Regions from separate parts of the Mus musculus genome. Here region 1 is linked to region 2. A link is a contact called in public Hi-C data. All regions are on one chromosome and are shown on one strand. The core of a region is the stretch at or near the end of the contact, and the rest is flanking DNA. Distances in the headings are between cores, read along the strand shown. Region 1 overlaps Unc79 (unc-79 homolog). Region 2 holds the start of Prima1 (proline rich membrane anchor 1).

What was found. Hi-C and Micro-C count contacts between places; a contact is called where the count stands out from the background.
Region 1: a contact with region 2 is called in a Hi-C map of nephron progenitors, with 2.4 times the contacts expected there. The contact joins the enhancer-like site here to the promoter of Prima1 in region 2. A contact is called at or near these places in 9 of 39 promoter capture datasets (the C10 cell line, HPC-7-derived erythroid cells, cranial neural crest and 5 more), 13 of 484 Hi-C or Micro-C datasets (B cells, Sertoli cells, cerebral cortex and 10 more), 7 of 115 datasets of contacts at active chromatin or transcription factors (craniofacial prominence, embryonic midbrain, embryonic stem cells and 2 more) and 4 of 9 other capture datasets (adipose tissue, embryonic stem cells, liver and 1 more).

The regions. Positions count from the first base shown.
Region 1 is chr12:103,165,770-103,171,862 of GRCm38.p6, reverse strand. Unc79 (unc-79 homolog) reads right to left here. Exons shown (of 49, transcript NM_001081017.2): 44 at 3,413-3,588; 45 at 2,110-2,296; 46 at 94-291. Among named protein-coding and RNA genes, the nearest start is that of Prima1, 73 kb to the left of the region's middle. Within about 2 kb of position 2,247, at least 4 of the 459 cell types and tissues checked have an H3K27ac peak or open chromatin away from gene starts, as enhancers often do. A contact at or near this core is called in nephron progenitors, where this site is marked.
Region 2 is chr12:103,238,089-103,243,616 of GRCm38.p6, reverse strand. Prima1 (proline rich membrane anchor 1) reads left to right here and starts at 1,471. Exons shown (of 5, transcript NM_133364.2): 1 at 1,471-1,542; 2 at 2,155-2,277. The coding sequence starts at 2,185.

The DNA of each region.
Region 1 (6,093 bases), core at 998-3,497, 73 kb after region 2:
TCACTGAATACTGGCATTCCGCTACATCCTTATTTGTGGGTTTGTGGCTAGGAGTAGCTTAGGTGTATCTCAGAGGGATCCCCAGGAACTTACCACTTTATTGTGGGCCATCAGTTGAAGGATGCTCGGTGTCACCCTGCTCCAGAATTCCAGTGCTGTTAGTATTGCTGTGAAGCTGAATTCGTTCTGATTTTGGACGTTCGTCGCCACGGCACTCTGTTCGCAGTAGACCGTCCAGAGCTGGGCAAAGATGAACGCGTGGAAGAGGGAGCACATGTGGAGCACGCAGGTCTGCAAAGGAAGAGGAGGACGGGTGTGCTCCATGCTCACGGCAGGTGGCCTTGCCAGGGAGCACAGAAGACTCACAAAGATTCTATGCTTTGAATCGGCTTCTCTCTGTCAGTGGGAGTGTTCGTGGAGGAAAGGAAAACCAAACTCTTTTTCTTTAATTTGCAGACGGAATCCACCAACGGCCGTGTCCTTTCCTGAAACTGACATTTTCATCCCTAAGGTGGATTAGGAACACGGATGTTCTGTTTAGCCATGTTAGCATGTTTGCACATCTATAGAACAGGGATAACGGCAAGCTTGCTGAAAGGGCCAGCTAGGAGTAAAAGAGAAGCAGGCAAGACCCTCCTCCCCGCACTTAGACTCACATGGCAGCAGAGCAGTGTCAACAGAAGACTTATCTGTGGTGGGCACTCACTGCCACAGCATTATGGAGGCTTTCCACAGACTCCTTCCACAGTTCCCAAGCCAACCTACTATGGACTTTACAGATGAAGAACTGAAGCTGGGGAAAATTAAATAATTTTTTTTTTTGGAGTTTGCAAAGGTTGTGAGGAGCAGAGGAAGCCCTGACTGAATGAAGCCTTGGTTGAATATGTGTTCTTGACATGGGCACTGCAATGTCCCATGGAAAAATGGCGAAATCTTCTTTCTCCCTGGAGTGAGGCCCAAAGGGACGACAAAATAGTCTTCTGGTCATGTCCAGATGCTAACAGTGTGCCCACAAAGTGTCCACCATATCCCCCTGTTCCCAGATGCTTACAGCCTGAAGACCGCTCCCTCACAGGGACTGTTTCTACTAAGGTTAGTTAAACCGGCCTCCTTGTCCAGATGTATACCATAGCCTGCCTCTGGGTTTGTACTTAATAACAACATCTCCTTGTTCAGCTGTACACAGAAACCCCACTGCCCTGTTCAATTCTATCTAATTAACACACTGAGTGTCTGGGATGCTGAGCCTACTCTATCAGATAGTCCAGTCCACCAGATCCCAGGTTTTCTCTGTGTCCGTCTTTTCTAATTTCCTCCACTCCCCAGTCAGATCAAGTTCCTTGAACCATGCAAGAATGAGGCACCAAGGTACAGTTTCTGGCAAACATCATGTGGATCATCTGGACAGGCACTCCATTTTCTCACAGAGCTTGCTCTGGCCTGAGTCTCAGGTTCTCTTAAACCTACTGGGATCTCCAAGAGCTTGCCTAAGCTCCAGGACCAGCCCTTAGCTCCTGGTAGCTGACTTGTCTGGTTTGCAAGTCTGAGTTCATGACTTATATCAGCCTGGGTTTTACTTTATTCTCTTAAGCACGCCATCTGTCTCTACGATTTGCAAACGTTCCTCTGGGTAGGTGAATACAGTGTGCTTTGCTGAGCACCACGCTAGCTTTCTCACTTTCATGCTGTGTGTTCATGTGTCCTACGGGATTTGAGTCCAAAAAAAAAAGTGCATAAAGAACAAGATGGGCACATATCCCTCCCCCCCCCAACTTCATCCTTGGTTCTGAAAACTGAGCAGCAAATTTTTATTGTATCTGTAGCCTGTTATTTCTCTCTATTGTTTTGAGACAAAACATTGCCTGGGAAACCACCTCTCCCTTGCTGTTATAATTTATCTCCATAAAAGTAAGCCAGAAAACAATTTAGGGGCAGAAAAGACAGCCTGGGAATTTAAACAACTTTAAGTAAGGCATTAGCCCAGCTACTTTCCTAATAGACACGGGAGAGTGAGCAAAATTCTCCCTTCTCAGAGGAATCTAATCAGCTGATAAGGGTTCTGTTGGCAATTCCAATGCACAGGGTCTGAGTCCTGCAGAAATCACTTACCTTTGATTGCTCTGGAAATCCAATTAGGATAACAATAAGGTGGTCTGCAATGTGGGAACCTGCATCCAGAGGTATGGGAAGGCATGGAGAGGAGGCGTTGGGACAGACTGCATTATGCGTGAGGGATCCCAGAAGCAGCCAGGACAGCAACCGGATGTGGGAGACACACTCGATGAATTCTTTAGGTCTGTCAGGGAAGACAGGCTGCATTAGGGGTGACTTTAGGTTTTTCTCTTTCCTTCGATGCCCAGAGAATACTTAGTGGCGGAAGAGATTACGGTGTAGCCTCACAGGCTGGTACATAAAACAAAAACGCCAAGGCAAGAGTGGAAACCCAAAATCCTTTCTGTTTGTCTCGCTTTCTGCTCTAATCCTGGATTTTTCCCTTCGGGTGGAGGAGGCTTTGGTGGGACAAGTCTCCCTAGACTCTTCTAGAATCCTTTCTTCTCAGAAAGTTCTTCCTAGACATCCTCACAACGGGAGGAGGAGCAGAGGAGAGGAAGACACACCCATCGAGTGCTTTATCTTCTGCCCCTGTTCGCCCTCAATCCTTCCTCTGGGATGACCCCGTGAGCTCCAGGAACTCAGACACAGGTGCCTGGCTTCAAGCCTCCACAGAGGCATGTCAGGGGCGTGCACCTCGCATAGTTCATTTCATCCCTGCAGAGGCTTCTGCTCTACCAAGCTGCCCGGAGGTACGGGGTGTGTGATTCACAGAGCCCGGCTTACTAATTAGCTGAGGTGTAGGGTTCAAGTGATTCCTCAAAGATTTCAGCTTCCATCGGCGTGAAAACAAGCCAGGGTTAGGGGCTGGCTTTTTTTTATGGGTAGCTCGTCACAAACTGCCCAAGGTCTGCAAACAAGCATAAGGATGGTATCTGTACCCCTTCCTTCTATCCAGCTCTATTCCACTCTTAGAAATCTTCAACACGGCCATTAGCTTCATCTAAATCTCAGGGATTTGGGAGCACTTCTGCTCATTTGCATGCCCATTTTAAATTTATTTTATGTGTATGGATACTCTGCCTCTGTGTGTGCACCATGTGTGTGCAGGGCCCCCTCGAAAGCCAGAAGAGAGCATTAGCTCCCCTGGGACTGGAGTTACAGACAGCTGTGAGCCCAATGTGCTGGGAATCAACCCCAGGTCCTGTGGAAGTCCAGCCTGGTGCTCTTAGTCACAGAGCTGGCTCTCTAGTCCCCCTCCCCCACCTTTAAGATGCTAGGCACTTAGTCCCCCTCCCCTACCTTTGAGATGCTAGGCACCTAGTCCCCCTCCCCACCTTTGAGATGCTAGGCACCTCACCCTTGCTGCATTGCAGAGGGAGGATGGTAGAGCCAAGGCAGATATCGGATCACGGCTTTGTTATCTCTGTGGTTGCCCCGGGAGATTTCCATAGCTGCAATCTGAGCTAGGCCAACTTTGAGATGGCCTCCGAAGGTATCCTCGTGCAGAGGCTGGGAGCACGTCTTCATGTGGCTCTGTAACATCAAATGATACATTGTAATCCCGGCAGACACCTGGAGGCGTCCCAGACCACTTATTCTCTCTTTTTTTTCTTTATTCTCCTCTGGTATATTATTACATCCTGACCTCAGTTTCCCCTCCCTCCTCTCTCCCAGTCCCTTTCTCTGCCCACCTCCCGGTCTTCCCCAGAGCCACTGCCTCTTCCTCCTCCTTTCCCCTCAGAAAAAGGCAGGCCTCCCAGGGATAGCAACTAAACATAGCAAATCAAGTTACAAGAAGACTAGGCGTAGCTCCTCGGGTTAAGGCTGGATGAGGCAAGCCAGTAGGAGGAAAAGGGTCCCAAACGCAGGCAAAAGAATCAGAGACAACCCCATTCCTACTGTTAGTAGAACGGTCAGATTGTTCCCAACCCCACCCCATAGCACCCCAGGCACACAACCTGCTTAGCATCTTGAATGGTTTCCCTCTGTGGAATTGTTCAATTTTTTTTTTTTTTTTTTTTTTTTTTTTAGCTCAAGCATCCCTTCCCTTAGAAAGCCTTCCCTGAACTCCATAGCCAGATCCATGCTACTGTCTACTATTCCTTTACAGCAAGTGTGAAAGCCATGGCTTGATTACAGCTTAGGCAAACTAGTCACCACATCTGGCCCCTAGCAGACGGTAAATTAAATGAAGGCAGCTATTGTGTCTGCAGCTTGCGTTTGCCCAGCGATGCAGTCCTATAACCAGGCTAGCCATGATGCAGACTCTCAGTGCATATTTGCTAAGTTAGTTTTGAAGCTTTGAAGCTTTCCTTTACTCAAGGACTTGAGACATAGGTTCTAGACCCAGTTCTGTCCCGAGTAGCCAGTGACCATGTTTGAGTCACTTGTCTGGTAAGAAAGCAATGTTGGGATATGGCTGCTGCCCAGGCCATTGTTCTCTGTGGCAATTCTGCCTTCCACAGACCGAGTCATCTTCTGAGACACAGTCCAGATCCCCCAGCTCTCAGACTTCCCAGTGCCAGCAGCGTTCGCTTGGGAGATGAGTTTACATGGGAGCAGGTATTGGTGGGCATCCCTCACCCCTCCCTTCCTTGCCTCCTGCCTGGGAATCAGAGGGCCTGGCTGGATACTTGTGCTATGATACCTCCCCCCATCCTCAGAGCAGCACCCCTCTTCTGCAGTGTAGGCTTTAAATCCTGTCTTCAGGGGCCCTGCCATGCCAGTGTGGCATTGGTCCTGGGCCGTGAACTCTCTTGAGAGCCACTACGATGCTTCCGTCTGTCTGTTTGTCTGTCCATAGTCTTAGTAACTTTCCTATTAAACTCTTTGCTTCCCAGCAGTTCCTCTGAGCACCCTTCTTGAAAATCCCCATCCCTAGCCTTGTAGCTACCTAAGGGCTCCTAATAGGAGTTAATGGTCAGAGGTTGGGTTGTATCAATGTTTTGACCACCACTGGCATTTGTGATTTTTTTTCAGAAGTTTCTGTAAAACAAGCTCAAAATGTTTAGGGTATGGCTGCTGTCTCTTCTTTTTGTACTGAAGTCACTCAGGTTCATGTAACCAGTCCGTGACTGGTTGACCAGTATATGACTAACAGACAAGGAGGCTCTGAAAATGGCTGGGTCTGGACATGGGAGACATGACTACCTTGTCTTACAGCTCTTCCCGTCTCTGTACCAAGAAGCACCCTGATGGGCTGCTCAGAGTCTAAAGATAGAGCCTGGTGAAGAGGCTATGTTCTCGGCAGATGGATTTCTGAGCCCACGGGCTCCTGTTTGTCACAAAGGGAATTGTTCAGTGCCCCTCTCTGGATGGTTTCGGCCTGCCATCTGTCCAGAGCCTTCCTCAACTCTTTCAGACTCCTGATCTTTTAGCTCTGTGGTAGGACCATGGCAGAGCAAGTTAGCTGCCAATCATTAGTCTCACCGCTATACCCCTGAGAGGGCAATATACTCAATAACCACACTGGGATGTTGTTCGCCATGTAAACTGAATCTTGTCATCCCCTTCACCATTTTCTTAAAGACGATAGCTTCAAAGCAGATACAGTTATTGGCACGTGCTTGGCCCAGGGGCCACAGTCTTCCTGGGTTGTTTTATATGGATCTTCAGCACATTAGACAAGGAAGGAACCTACCGACTCTTATGGAGGACACCAGAGCTTGAGGTATCAAGATGTCTCTGGCTGGTAGGAGGGGACGCCACCAGGGCTCACAGCAGTCTGAGGTTCAGCTCAGATGTCACCACTTTCTACGGAGAGTGACTTGACAGGGCCATATGACCCAAGCCACAGTTTCTACATTTTGGAAAGGGGCTAGCATTGAATAAGGACATTTAAAGACTGGAGAGAGTATTTTTAAAACTACACAAAAAGCTGATAATGTGGGACTCTCCTTTCTTCCTTTTATTTTGCAGAACTGCTGGACCTCAATTCTTCAGACCCCCCAAAATGGGCTCATTCTATAGTGCTGCAGCTGCTTCTGCACGGAGCAACAGATTCCCTTGTGGGTCTACCTTACTGTCACTCTACCTTAC
Region 2 (5,528 bases), core at 222-2,721:
TTCATCAGCTAGGTACGCACTAAGAAGGGGAGGCCTTGCTGCTGTGCTCTGATGAAGGAAGCTGCAGGAGAATTGGTCTGAAACCTGCTTTGCAAAGCACTTTGTACTTTTGTGAGTTTACCTGGAGTGACTTGGGGACAGCCAAGGGGAACTAAGTAACTTTCTTAACCAGTGGGCTGTGGTATCTACCCTCGGTTATAAGCCTCCGGTTCTCTTACCTAACCCCAGGCAGAATTGCCCAGCTCTTTGCGACTTTGACTGGAATGGTCACACCCCCACCTCCAGGGAACATCAATCAGAGCATTTAATAAAGCGCTATCACCAGATGAGCAGGGCGCCTGCGTGGCGCCTGGGAAGGCTCCTGTAGGAAGGAGCAGCATGCAGCTTGTTTGAACGAGATGCAACCAGCTCCTTCCTGAAGAACCGACTTGTTGATAATCTTGCATCAAACAGGAGTTTGTGGATAGTGGAGGAAAAGTCCTGGGGAGAAGGCTTTCCCTGAAATGTCACAACTCCCCCTAAGACACAGCGGAGTTAATAGAGAGGTCCCGAGGTCATGATTGCCAAATGGAGGGAGGTCAGGCACATTGCTTTGGAGGGCTAGCCAGCACCATCCTAGCTCAGCACACACAGGGGAAAGGGGGCGCCGCTATGATAGTGTACAGACGGGGTCCCCACTAGTCAGACCTTACTACCACCTTCCCGCAGCCTGGGGGATGAACTTGAGGGAAGGGCAAGCAGAAGCAGGTTGCCACTGTCACTGGGAGTCCTCGGCCTCTAGGGTGAATAAATAAATTATTAAGCGCCCAATACACAATAGCCTCGCTAGATGGAGACGAGGAATCACTGCAGCGGCGCTGGCGGCCGCGGCAGCGGGGAGCGCGGGCGGGAGTGCAGCCCGGGAGGGAGGCGGGCGAGGCTCTGGCTCCGCTCACGTCTGTTTTCCTTTTTCGTGCATTATTTATTTCGCCTCCGCCCGCGGCCCTGCTGCCGGAGCGGGTGCTCCGGGCCGGCGCCTCTCGCCCGCTGCCTCCCGCGGGCCCCGGGCACCCTGCGCCCCGGGCAGCCGCTCGGCGCCACCAGGAAGGGCGGGGACCGGGGCGGCGCAGGGACCCGTGGCTGGGCTGAAGGAGGACTCCTGCGGCCCGCTCGCGGAGGACCCGAGGACACTTTCCCCACCCTCTGCCTGGGCTGCCCGACCTCGGAAGTGGCCGCCTTTCCCGGCCCGCGCGCGGCCAAGCGGAGCCTGGAGCTCCGTGCGAGTGCGCCGCGCCCCGGTCTCCCAGATCAGCTGCCCTGGAGGCCCAAGCAGCGCGCAAACTTTTGCTCCAGCGCCCCGCGCTCGTCCTCTGCAAGTGAAGCCCCCGAGCGCGCGCGCAGCCGCCAGGGTGAGCTTAGAGGCCCCGCCTAGAGGGCGGGGGACTGGGGAGGCGGCTGGCTTTAAATGGGGGCCGTCCGGCTGCTGAGAGCAGAGCTGCTGTGGGGGCAACCCTGACCTCCCTTCTCCGTGTCGACGATCGGTGGGGGTCGCCACCAGGCAAGGTGGCGTGAGGCATCGGAGGGGTGCGGGCGGTGATGGGGGCGTGCAGGAAAACCTACGCCTGCCCGGGAACAGGAGCTGGGGTTTGGGCGGCAAATGGGGGCACGTACGGAGGTGCCTATGAGACAGTGTGCGCACTGAAGTCCCTGGGGCAGAAAGACTACATGCAGCGAGTGATTTGGTGGTACTGTGCAAGCAGAGTCAAGTGTGCGGACGGGAGTCGGTGGCGGTGCATGGGGGTCACAGTGCGTGCGCGCGCAGAGTGAGTGATTCACTCTGGGTTTGAAGCGTACTCCTAGTCAGAGTTGTGCATGGCCGTTTCTGGGTTTGTATGAGGTTCAATAAGTGTGTTTGGATGTTTCTGGGGGTGTGCACGGGATCAAGGTGTGCATGCGGTATTCTGAAGGGGAGGGGGTGTGCTCCAGGATAGGTAGGTGTGAGTTCTGGGAAGCACCGAGAGTCAGCAAGTGTGTGCGCACTGGAAGGAAGATGAAGACTTGCTTTGCGCAGGTGCCCCAAAGTGCGGGGCAAGTGAGTCCTCATCGAGTTGGTTCTTGAATTGGTGCTATGGTTTATGCAGTGTCCACCTGACTCAAGCCTTGCTCCCTTGACAGTTAGCTCACCAGTGGGCGCCGCAGGCCGAGATGCTACTCCGGGACCTGGTGCTGCGCCATGGCTGCTGCTGGCCCTCACTTCTGCTGCACTGTGCGCTGCACCCACTCTGGGGTTTAGTTCAGGTGAGAAGCGGGCAGAGGCCTCCTGGGAAGGGGGTAGGGTCACTTCAGAGCTCCCCCTACAGCCACCTACTGAGTGGTCTTGGGGATACTTGGGGAGGAAGAAAAACTGGTCAAGTATAACATGCTCTGACCCTGAAAAAAAATAAGAAACTTTGCAAAGAGTCTCAGTTGTGGCCTAAGGCCTGCAGTACTGAATGAACGTGATATAGGAAGGTGCTAAGACCTCATAGTGAACTCTACTGCAGCTTTTATGGAAAGAAACAAACTTATAAACAAACAAACAACAATACCAAAAAAAACCCAACCCCCCCCCAAAAAAAAAATCCCACAGTGGTGCCTTGTTTCCTACCAGATTCGACCCCTAAACTTCAAATTAGCCTTCCAACTAACTGTCTCCAACCTGGGGTAAGGGCTGTGTTTCTTCTAAGTGGTGGCTGGGGAGGTGGATGGTGACCCACGATTCATGCAAAACACAGTCTGTCAAGACTGCTGGAGGACAAACCCTCACCTTTGACCTCCCAGTCTTCAGGACAGAGACCAAGCCCCCACTAACTCCAGTTACTCGAGGTGATTGGATGGGATGTTCTCTAGTCCTGCCCTTAAACCCCCGTTGACCAGTCCTTTACCAGCAAGGTGACTAAACAAGAAACTTAAGGTCTGATCCTGGTTTTCTCCTTCCTGCTTGTTATGGGGCCAGTACTTGTTTGCTTGATACATCACCTGGACCCCAGGAAACATGGTTAGTAGCTGTCCTTGCTGTTGCTGGGGTGTGAGATGTTACATCCACTGGGCAGAGACACTCCCTGGCTTCCATGACTCTCTAGAGGCATCCCACCATTAGCTCAGGCCAAGGTTTCTACTTTCTCTGCTCTGGCCAGCCTCTGGCTTATGATTGTGTTATTTAAATGTACTGTGTGTTCTCGGGAATCGGGGATGTCATTTCTCAACACTTGGACCATTGAGACAAGGTCCTTTTGTTCAACTTCTAGCTGAGCCCCATTGCAGAGTTCACCTGTCTGTGTACCCAGGTGCCTAGTTCTCTGTCTTCCCAAAACCTTTCAGCTAGGACTGAGAGAGGAGGGAAGACAGGGACAACAGAGCTGTCATGTAAGTTAGAGGGCTCTAAAGAGAAGAGCCATGCCACCTGCTCTACCCATCAGAGGACTACAAAACAAAGCCCCTGCTCTGTCATGTCCTACAGCCTGGCAGTGTTTACAAAAGCATTTGTGCATGCGTGTTTCAGATTCTCAGACTCAATACAAATCAATTCTCATGAAAATCAATTAGAAAAGAATCCTTGAGTTAAATTGTGCGGGCCAGATCTTGGCTTGAAGCTCTGGAAAATTCATCCTCAGATGATAGGGGTAGAGAAACCAGCGGAAAGGAAGAAGGATTGGCAATGCATGGGTCTAGGTTTTTAAGCAGGAGAGCTGGGTTTGGGGAAGGACACGGGAGGGAAGGAGAAGGAAGCAAGCAGGTTCATTAGGCCATGTGTTTCTTTTAAGAGGAGAGAATAGATCCATCACATCTTAGGAGTTCCCCGAACATAGAGAAAGATGTCAGAGCTATCATTGCTTCCAGGAGCAATCACTGCCCAAGAATCCCCCAGAGAGTAAAGGATTGGTCTGATGCAACCATCCTGTGATTAATGGGCCTCTAGACGAGGCCAGAAACCTGGGTCCCTCAGGTGGCAAGTTCCTCCCTTGAAATTGGTGAAAGTCTCTGACTGTGGCAAGATGATAAGAGTTGCTAAAATCCAATGTCATTTAAATTGCCAGAGGTGGGCGGGGTCATTCCTTAACCCTCCCTCCTGTCAATGTGTCTGGAATGAAGCGTTTATGACTTAGGGTTCTTCTAAGTTCACTTCGGTTGATTTTCTTTTCTTGTAAGGGAAGAGGATGACAGGCTGGCAGATTTATTAGGTGTGACAGGAGTGTGTCTCGTCAAGTTACTGCGGTGCTGGCCTATCTCCTTAAAAGATGCCAGAAGCCATCACGCTTGTGGGTACTTATCTAAAGCAAATGCTAGGGAGACAGTCTTGGATCTGGCCTTATGCGTCTCTGTGCTGGCACGAAGCTATCCCAGACCTAGCAGAAGCTGAATCCTCCACTCAGCTCCCTCAGCTTGCATTTCCTAGCAGCAGCTTTTATTGGGCACCTCCAGATGACAAGCTCTGTGTCAAGAGCAAGTGGCTTAGTGGCCCCAGTCATTGTGGTGTTGGCAGGCTGTGCTGGCGACGTCACTAAGCAAGTGATTCCAGGCAGAATCCCTCAGGGGGAGCAAATGGTTTAGACCTGGAGCTTGGAGAATGAGTCCAAGAAACAACCCACAGACATGCCACCACTGAGATGGATGTGACAGAGTTCTGGATACACCAGACAGTGAAATATTTGACAGAGGGAACAGCCAGAAGCCAAGGGCAAGGGTGAGGCATGGAAAGACCTGGGGAGGGAAGGAGAGGTAAACCCCTAATTGTCTTAAAGTTGAGATTTGACACTGGGACTCCTAGGCACAATGGAGAGTTCAAAGTCAGACATTACACCATCTCAGATGGTCACTTTAGACACCTCAGGGCTGCCATACGCGTTGAGCATATGCCAAGCTGGGTTTCACTTTTAGCATAAGTCTATTCTGTACCATCCTGGAGATATTTGTAAGATAGAGTGATCTTTACTGTTTATCCATTACGCAACAAGACAATTTTCCTAGCAATACTAGTTAGAGGCAGGGGCTACCCAGTAGACGTGGACGCCTGGGGCAGGGCAATAACAGAGGCAAATCCTGAACATGTTTAGGAGGCACCGTACACACTGGGTGTGAGAGCCATACAAAGTGACCTCGAATCCAGCGTCGCTCACATCCCCAGGGCACAGGCAAAATAAAATGCAACCAAACTCTCTGCCAGAACATCTCATGAATGACCTCCCCCTTCGCAACACAGTCCTTGTTTCCCTCTGCCCACATCAATGCCCCTCTGCTTCCTGACTGTGGACACAATGTGACTAGCCACATCCACCTCCTGCTGGCTGGGATTTCCCACCATGATGGGCTGTCCCTGCGACTGTGGGTCAAGCTAAAATCCTCCTTCTTGAAGTTCCGCAGTCACATGTTTTGTCACCACAGATGAGAAAAGTAACCCAGACAAGCATCAGGTGGTCACTAGGTCTGGACAGTGTTGGGTTGGATGCTGGGTACATCATTTAAGCTTGTTGACCCCTTGTCTTGCCTGTCGTATGGCTAATAAGCTTCCT